Regions from separate parts of the Mus musculus genome. Here all the other regions are linked to region 3. A link is a contact called in public Hi-C data. All regions are on one chromosome and are shown on one strand. Each heading gives the region's core, a stretch centred on a gene start, on an enhancer-like site or on the middle of the called end of the contact. The rest is flanking DNA. Distances are from core to core; before and after follow the strand shown. Region 1 overlaps Sestd1 (SEC14 and spectrin domains 1). Region 2 overlaps Ccdc141 (coiled-coil domain containing 141). Region 3 has its middle 18 kb from the start of Gm35317.

Evidence for each region. Hi-C and Micro-C count contacts between places; a contact is called where the count stands out from the background.
Region 1: a contact with region 3 is called in a Hi-C map of pancreatic cancer cells. The contact joins two enhancer-like sites. A contact is called at or near these places in 3 of 15 datasets of contacts at CTCF or cohesin (the NIH/3T3 cell line, embryonic stem cells and stem cell-derived epiblast-like cells), 38 of 484 Hi-C or Micro-C datasets (the HL-1 cell line, the MC3T3-E1 cell line, the P5424 cell line and 14 more), 8 of 115 datasets of contacts at active chromatin or transcription factors (Th17 cells, astrocytes, bone marrow-derived dendritic cells and 2 more) and 3 of 9 other capture datasets (adipose tissue, embryonic stem cells and pancreatic islet).
Region 2: a contact with region 3 is called in a Hi-C map of uterus, with 3 times the contacts expected there. The contact joins two enhancer-like sites. A contact is called at or near these places in 2 of 39 promoter capture datasets (the 3T3-L1 cell line and hippocampal neurons), 2 of 15 datasets of contacts at CTCF or cohesin (hippocampal excitatory neurons and stem cell-derived epiblast-like cells), 27 of 484 Hi-C or Micro-C datasets (the 3T3-L1 cell line, 3T3-L1-derived adipocytes, the Ba/F3 cell line and 20 more), 4 of 115 datasets of contacts at active chromatin or transcription factors (the NIH/3T3 cell line, embryonic stem cells and fibro-adipogenic progenitors) and 1 of 9 other capture datasets (embryonic stem cells).

Annotation. Positions count from the first base shown.
Region 1 is chr2:77,199,926-77,202,839 of GRCm38.p6, forward strand. All of the region lies in intron 10 of Sestd1 (SEC14 and spectrin domains 1), which reads right to left. Gm35266 (a long non-coding RNA gene) reads right to left here. Exons shown (of 2, transcript XR_374739.1): 2 at 1-2,914. Among named protein-coding and RNA genes, the nearest start is that of Gm35266, 4.8 kb to the right of the region's middle. Within about 2 kb of position 1,461, at least 55 of the 459 cell types and tissues checked have an H3K27ac peak or open chromatin away from gene starts, as enhancers often do. A contact at or near this core is called in the HL-1 cell line, muscle stem cells, pancreatic cancer cells and 1 more, where this site is marked.
Region 2 is chr2:77,085,862-77,088,648 of GRCm38.p6, forward strand. All of the region lies in intron 7 of Ccdc141 (coiled-coil domain containing 141), which reads right to left. Among named protein-coding and RNA genes, the nearest start is that of Gm39862, 17 kb to the left of the region's middle. Within about 2 kb of position 1,465, at least 4 of the 459 cell types and tissues checked have an H3K27ac peak or open chromatin away from gene starts, as enhancers often do. A contact at or near this core is called in uterus, where this site is marked.
Region 3 is chr2:77,340,622-77,343,608 of GRCm38.p6, forward strand. No RefSeq gene overlaps it. Among named protein-coding and RNA genes, the nearest start is that of Gm35317, 18 kb to the left of the region's middle. Within about 2 kb of position 1,475, at least 59 of the 459 cell types and tissues checked have an H3K27ac peak or open chromatin away from gene starts, as enhancers often do. A contact at or near this core is called in the HL-1 cell line, muscle stem cells, pancreatic cancer cells and 1 more, where this site is marked.

The DNA.
Region 1 (2,914 bases), core at 211-2,710, 140 kb before region 3:
TGACTATGGTACTACAGCAATGTGCTATACAACTGTGGTCAGTAGCATAACACATAACACAATGATGTTCCACAGATTCTATAGCTTACCAACGTCACATTGCTCAGTCAATGTTTATGCAACATAAAGGAAAATACATTTTCAATGCTTGCCCCCACTCCACACTGTTGGGTAGTGAATGGCAGGATACATGCGTTTACATATCTTACTCTGTGCCTTGATCATATCAAAGACTTCAAAGTTTTATTATTTAGAAAAAAACCTATTAAGCCTTATTCTGAAATGTCATTTTCAAAGAAAAATTAGTTTTACTCTTCTTTCCTCTTTTTTCCATACATCTCTGGCACTGTGCCTGTGCTCCCCCAAAACACGCGCTTGCTCGCACTCTCCTTTCCACCGCTGCATTACATGCATCTTATCTTGTTTCCCCTCATGATCTCACACTCTGTTTCACACGCTGCACACACACTTGCCTCCCACTTACTGACCATAAGCAGGCTGAGAGAGAACATACAGTTCCTAAGATATTACTCCTTGCTTCACTGGAAGAACCAGAAGCATCTCATGAGAACCTGTGAGCAATTCTGGAGCCCTGCACCCTGTGGGCCGCCACACCCAGCGCCCTGCAGCCAGTCCACTGCTGCAGACACACAGCCCTGCACCCTATGAGCAGATGGGCCCAGCACTCTGCAGCCAGTCCACTGCTGCAGACACAAAGCCCTGCACCCTATGAGCAGCTGGGTCCAGCACTCTGCAGCCAGTCCACTGTTGCAGACACAGAGCTTTGCCTCTGCAGTTATGTTGTCTGTATCACCCACCAAAGCTTTTTCAATTGGATTACTTTCATCCGCATGTACATCAGCTGAAATATATTTAAAAGCACATTTTAGGTTTTCTATACCTTAATGTTTTAAGTTAAATCACACATACATGTATATGTGCACACACAAACTTGAACATATATACACACCTGTACACAAATGCATGTCTATAACTAACACACACACACACACACACACACACACACACACACACACACACCTTTCTTCTAGGGGTTTTCAATACTCATTTTATCTCACTTACTATTCTCTTTTGAACTTTTGAACTTTTCCTAATCAAATTTCTCCTAAGAAGTTTGCCCTAATTTTGCACTACCATTCTTCTGAAACCAACCATGCCACACCCACCAGAGACTCCAAGGCTTAGCTCCTCCACCAGCCAGGCCCCAGGCTCCACCCCATGACTCAACAGCTCATCAGTCTGCTGCCTCCCTCCTTTCGTAGTCTCTACTCTTTCATTTTTATTACCTCAAACTCCACACTAGTCTATGCTCAAAAAGTGCTTCTTACAGATTGAAAGGCATTACAGTCCTGTGCAGACTCGCCCTCAGCACTGGGCCTCTGCCTGCACCTTGTTCCCCCGTTCCCTGGCAACACCGACATCCCACCTCCATCATGTTTCTGCAGCAGCAGCTTCCAGCACAGAGTGTGAGCTTGAATTCCTCCTTCACCACATTTCAAGGCTCAGGGACTGAGTGCCATCTCCTCAGAGAGGCCTTGCCTCAATACCACACCTCTTCATTGCTCTCTACTCCCCATCGCTCCTGACTTAACTGTAAATTCTATATGGCAAGACTTTGCTACAACTCAAGAATTCAGAACAATGCACACAATTAACTCACACTGAATAAATATAAAAAATATAATAGACATTTCAGACTTGGTATTAAATTAAGTATACCTACCTGAGATGATTTTTTGCAAATGTCTGGAAATGTTTGGGTTAGCATGACTAACACACAGCAGTAATACATATGAGAAGCCACACAACAAAGATCTCTATGCCTAGACTGTCAAAACTGTTGAGGTCAAGTTACTGTTGCATTAATGGTGGTGATAAGAATTGTCTTCCTATTTTATTGGTTATGTTAGAAACATAATTAGTTTTTAAGGAATTTTACAAATAAAAAGTTATTGCGATGGCTAATGGAGAGTAGATGTCAACATCTTATTTTACACTGTGTGTCTTATGTGCTAATGTGCAGCATGGGGGCAGGTCAGAGGACAACCTTCAGGAGAAGTTTCTCTCCTTCCACCACATGAGTACCTCTGACACAGCTCAGCTCATTAGGCTTGGCAGCAGGCACCTTCTCACCAGCCCAAGAATGGCTGTTTTAATGTGAAAGGAATCTCAGAGAAAATTGATGTCATGTTCCCAAATAGACTGTGATTTCACTGCCTTATTTATAGCACTTAGAAATTTAGTTAGTATTCTGAAGAAATGTGTCTACTTCCTGAAAAAGAAGTTGCAATGATTTTAAGCAAAACAATACATTAAGGGGTTAGCCTTCTAGAAAATAATTTTTCACTGAGAACTTCAAGCTTCACTTCGCTTGGTGCTCATCAGAAGGTTTAAACTCTTTTGTGGGGCCCCAGGGTATACAAGGTATATCTCACCAAGGATGTAAATATAACACAAGAACTGCTGTGTCTCAAAAATTAATACCTTGATTAGAGATACAGATTTTATTGATTTCTATAACTGAGGTTGTCCTAAAGATACATTGGCCTGTCTAGGATGAGTCATGGAGACCGGGATAGTCTATAATATGCACTGAAGGTCAATTAAAGTGTTTATTCCTACAACAGAGGGGAGTATGGTGTATGTTCCCTTAGGTGAGCAGACTGCCTTTCATTCACCTGATCTATCCAGCTTATACATCTGTTATATGGAATAAGATTAAGTATGGTGAATTGAAAAAGCACAAGATTTGGGGCTTGAACAAAGATACAGTAGCCAATGAGTGTGAGTGTCTTTTTTGCAGTACTAAGACAGTCAGCCAATGAGTGTGCAGCCCTAAGACAGTCAGCCAATGAGCATGAGTGTCTTCTTTGCAGCACTAAGACAGTCAGTC
Region 2 (2,787 bases), core at 215-2,714, 250 kb before region 3:
TCACAGAGGACATTTTAAAGCCGCTATCTCACTCTTTAGTAAGCTGGCATTCACACATCCCAGTGGCTCATTTGCTCACCGCCCCAGCATGTTCTGTTTAGTGGCATTTGACATAACATGAATAATTTCAGCCAATGAGTTTGTTTACTGAGATTCTAATTCACATCTCTGTGGGGAAAGAGCTCTCAGGCAGAGGCTTCTTTGTCCCTCACAGCACTAACAGGCACGCTTGCCTGTGTGCTCTCTTGCCCCTCTGTCTTGTATGCCAAGAATAAAGGACCTGACCTCTCTAGCATGTCACCTTTCTCAGTGTAGGCTCTGCAGCTAGCAGCCTTCCCAATCAGAGGTTATATCACCCACTGAGACAAAAAGCAGGCTTGCTTACTGCTTGCTATAGACCAGCAGATTCCCTGAGTGGAGAGTTCCTCTCCTCACCCCTTCCTCTGTGGACATCAGCCATATTGGAACTGGACACACAGAGCTCATTTGCATGGTGTCACCCAGCTAGTTTGTTGCTGCTGGGTCATCAGTCAATGCTGACCCGTAACCTATGCATCTGCTGCCAGCCTCCCTGGAAGGACAGCCTCAGAGCCTGAAAGTCGGAGAAACCAAGTCCTCAGTGCTTGGGAGCATGGCCTCACCTACAAACAGAAGTCCACACAGCAAGGAAGCCCAGCATCCTCCAGACATGTCACAGGCAATTTTCAAAGGGAAAAACATAGCACTTCTGAGATAAACAACTGATGATGTAAATTAAGCACTACCCTTCTTGCTAGTACATACAGAAAGTCTAGCCTAGAAAATTATTTTAAAGACTTTTGATAATATAATTTTTTAAAACCAGCCCTCAAGAGATTTATTGATGAGTTTCCTGCATATATATATATATATATATATATATATAGGCAAGGAGAATCTAAAATATGAATCAGGAGGAAAAATATCACTTAAAAGTCATAAGAGGAGTTTAGTTCTTAGCTTACAGAGACTTACACTTTACAGTTTCATTACTTCTTTTCCCTTAATAGCATAGAACATTCATGTGGATGCATAATTAACCATGCATTCTACAAACACTGCCATTAGCCACACCCCAGTTCCCAGATCCATCACCCTTCACACTGAGTTACTAGTTTTTAGTTTGGATATTATTTCCTTACATAAGAAAGACCTTTAAGCCTTTCTGAGTTCCTTCTGACCACAAACTAGAGGACTGGTCAATGTCAGTCGACTTTATCAGTTGAACAAATGATGAGATGACACAGGGAACATAGAAATATACTCTTTCAGGTTGTGAGCATTTTGTTTTCCAGACCAGACTGGCATTTTGTATGAGATTCGGAAAGTATCTGCTCTTGACTTGTCCTCCCCTTTCTCCTTCTTGGCTTCCTCCTCCTCTCCTCCATCAACCCAGCTGCTCAAACTTTTACAAGTTCCCACGGGGCCTGAGAATAAAGTCAGATGATAAACAGCCATGATAAGGTACCAAATAATGACTGTAGAGAAGCCAAGACAATGAGAGAACAAGAGAGTGAGAAAAGGAGGGGAAACATCTGTGTTTGCAAGGCTGGGAGCTATGAAGCTTCTATTAGAAGCATTGTTTTATTCAAACATACTCTGTTCTGCTTTCCCTTAGCGGCCAGTAAGAGTTGACCTGAAACAGCTAACTCATTCTGTAGATTAAAGGTGTGGTGGAGATTTTAAAACCTCTTACCTAAAAATTGGGCTGCTAAAGAGAAAAATAACGAGTAATTAACATGTACTTAGTTCAATATCTCCAGCTCTGCGCTGTATCTGTTTCTTGCGTGAAAACAGTAAAATCCCCCAAAAGTTCAATTAGCCAAGGAGTCCTTCTTTAAGAGGTCTACTGTAACTCCATCCTCTCTGTCTTAGAATTTTACTACCCAGATTCTCCAAGGATTCCAGAGCAATAATGTAAGCCTCCAGGAGCTTCCCCCCCCCCATCCTCTGCTTTTTATCCTGTCTACCTTTAAATTGCTAATATGTCACTGGTCAAGCAATTTCAATGCAGCATCTGGAGGTCTATGTGACAGTGTCAAAGGTCCAAAGCCCTTCAAATAACATCACCAGCCACACACACTGAACACCACCTGTGCACATAAACAACAGCGACGTATTGCTCATGACTCTGAAGGCTGGAAAGCTGAAATCAGGAAGAAAGGGGGTTCTACTGTGATGAAGGCCATGTCCTTGGCTGCAGACTAACCTCTGGTGCTCTCATGTAGTGGGCAGAAGGCGAGGTAGAAATCCTATCACAAAGACTCCACTCTCTGACCTAAGAACTTCTGACTGACAAATCACAAACATCACCACCCCAGGAGCACCCGCTCCAACAGTGAAGGCAGGTAGCCAGTCAAGGAGACCCACTGATGGTCCGTGTCAGGACTCCCTCTTGCCTTACTTAAAAATGTAAGACCAAGGCAAAATGTCTGATGTGAAGCAAGTTCTGACCTTAGGGCTGGCTTCATATGAAAATTATGTTCAAAGACATAATATGCATGTATTTCTACCTAATAAATGAAAGAAAAGTGTTTTAACGTGGATCAGGGATGTACCTCAGTTGGTAGAGTGCTGGGTGAACATGCACAAATTTCCAGTGTTATAGAAACAAGGTGTGGTAATGCATGCCTGCAGTTCCAGCACTCGGAAGGTGGACCCAGAAAGGTCAGATCATTGGGAGTTGGAGGCTAGCCTGAACTACTCTTTAAAACAAACAACAAAAGGGCATATTGGCAACATTGCTAAGGTTTCTTTTTAACTGGATAT
Region 3 (2,987 bases), core at 225-2,724:
TCTGCTTTCCTCACTCACAACCTCATTATCTTCTCTCTTCTTCTAGAACTTTGAAATAGTCTCTGTTTGGCTGTTATCTGTGTCCTCTTTCTCATTTTATAAATCCCTTCTTCTAGTGTATGGCCAGGTTTATCTTTCTACAGCCCTTGCATCTAGACCGGTGGTTCCCAGCCTTCCTAACTCTGGCCACCTTTCATACAGTTCCTCATGTTGTGGTCACCCCCAATCATAACATTATTTTTGTAGCTATTTCATAACTGTAATTTTGCTACTGTTATGACTTGTAATGTAAATACTGGTGTTTTCTGCTGGTCTGAGGTGACCTCTGTGAAAGTATCGTTCAATCCCAAAGAATCACAACCCACAGGACGAAAACCACCATTCTAGAAAGTACTCACAACATGTGCTGATCGAATAAGAAGGAAGAAATGACTAAAGGGGTGGAAAATGAAAAAATGAAATGAAAAAAAAATCAGGAAAAGTGCACGTTTGAAAAGAAGGGGGATCCAGTCTACAATTGTGTGACATGGAAGCCTTGGTTTCACACTGTCAGTTGCCCTGTGAGGTTTCAAGTGTGGGGTGGAGATCTATCATGGCACCAGAACTCAGAGGGAAACCAGCCAACTGTAAATCCAATTGAGGAGAATGGTGGAGAACCAAAGCACACAGAGGTAGGGGACCTTGTACTTTACACACTTTGGAGAATTCTACTTGCTTTCCATTTAATAGGTCCTTGTACCTATTAATGGGAAAATACTGAAGAATTCTTTAGGGTGGTGACGCCATATCTCAAAGTGTTCAAGTCATTTGGCTGAAACAGCCTATTGATGTTTTAGACAGGAACACGGATGTGCTTTGTCCCTTTCACTTCGATTGTGTGGGAATGTGTATGAGGAGGGGTGTGTGTGTGTGTGTGTGTGTGTGTGTGTTTTGTGTACCGAAATCAATAAAAAGGTTAGGATATGAAATCCTGCTCGCTCACACTAGTGAGCTGTTTCTCCTTTGCACACACACAGCAGACATCAATAGATGGGGACAGACCTCAGAAAGCTCACTAAATACAGCAGGGAGGATCTCACCTGTGTATATGTGAGTCACCAAAGCTGCCAAAGTAAAGGACAACGGAAACATAGACACAGTGACTCAGCAAACAGCTTCCCTGCCTCCGAATGACTCGTTCATGCAGCCAATTACTGCACACCGGTTCCTCAAAACCACTTTGTGGGTGTTGGAAATCCCGAATAGCACAAGTGATGCTATCAGAGAAGGCATTTGGATTCAAATCCAAGCACTGTAGCTGTAGAATCCATACCCAAATACACTTCTCCAAATGTAGAGACTTGTCAGCCCTATTCCCAAATGGAGAAGAACGCTGCTTTCATCCCAGTTCAGTCTGACTCAGTACTTACAAAGTATCCCTCCAGGGAAACAGATTCCTACCCCAGAGCTCGCTTCTCGAATCGTCACCCTGGTGTTGATACTGCCCTCTGCCGACCACTCTTGGGGGAGCAAGGGCCTAAGCAGGAGTGACTAGGTGCTGTTTCAGTTTCATAGTTGCTGACACACTGCCCTCTGGTGGCTCCTAGAATAATTGCCCTCGGTCCTGGCTTCTGGATTATCAAATTAAAAGTCTGCAACTGCTCTTCTCCCAGGGAAATGCTTTTCAGAACTATTGTTTTCCCAACACTCTCACATTGTTTATGTATATGTACGCTGATATAGATTACTAACATAATGCTCTTCTCCAAACTTGTTCTATTAACCAACTTTCTTTTCGTTAACTAGACTTGTTTTTAAAGGGATTTCAAATGGGAAGACCAAAGCTACAAAGCAGCTGTAAAATTAAATCAAAGGAAGACACACCAGGACGGGGAAGTTCAGACAGCTGCCCTTCAAAGCTCCCAACTTAAGACTCACTCTGTAATTGTTACAGGGAGATTAGCTGGTGTTAGAGTGTGTTAAAGACTTGGCAGTAAACTGGCTTTTGCTTGGATGGTATCTGGAGGATTGGGGAGTGCTGAGCGGAGATTAACTGCTATGTACTTCACTGCTACTTAATGCAGTGGGTATGCAGGGCTTAAGCAATCTCTTGAGGGACCTGCTGCAGGTGGCAAAGCACTTTGATTTTTTTTCTGCCTATGCAGTCTCTACATGAGAAGTGATTTTTTGGGGGGGGGGGTGGGATCTAAGCCAATTACTGCCAAAATAGGACGAGCCAAGGTGGCCAGTGAACATTCAATGTCGTGGACTCTGAAATCAGGCAGCCCTGGTTTATTTCTGGGCAAATTCATTACCAAGCTCCCAGCTTCATCTAAAATTTCCACTTCCAGTAAGCTTAGCCCCACTCATACAGTCAGACATGTAACTGAGATTGAAGGTATAAAGGCTTGAAGCGGGAGTGGATCAATTCTGCTTCCCTTTAAATGATTAATAAAGTCAATTCCGAAATTCCAGCTTCCAGCGACTGTCTCGGGTTGGGTACTCTTGAAGCCAGGGTGGGCCAATGAAATACAAGAACTCCTAGATACTGGTGTGGGAAATAATCTCAGGGCAGTGGCCTTTCCCACAGACATGCGAAATGCGTGTGAGGGTTGTCAGCTGTAGTCACCTTACATGGGAGAGATGGAAGGGAGAGTGACTAAGGACAGAGTTGAGAGAAGGAACCCTGGTTCCCAACACTGTTCTTTGATAAGGCAAGCCTCCCTCAAGCCATCCCCCTATCGAACAAAGAGCGTTCCTCTTTCTTATGCTGGTGGTGCAAATCTGGTTTGCAGAACTTGGAATCCATCACATGCCAGCGGACACAACATAGCATAAAACAGGCATGAGCTGTGAGTTTTTTTTCCTTTAAAAAAAAAAAAAGAACAAAATCTAACTGGAGAACCACATAGTGGTTCATAGAAGTATTAAATATCAGTTGGGCGTGCTGGTTCAGACAGTAGTACTGTAGCCCCAGTGTATGGGAGGTTGAAACAGGGAACCAAGTC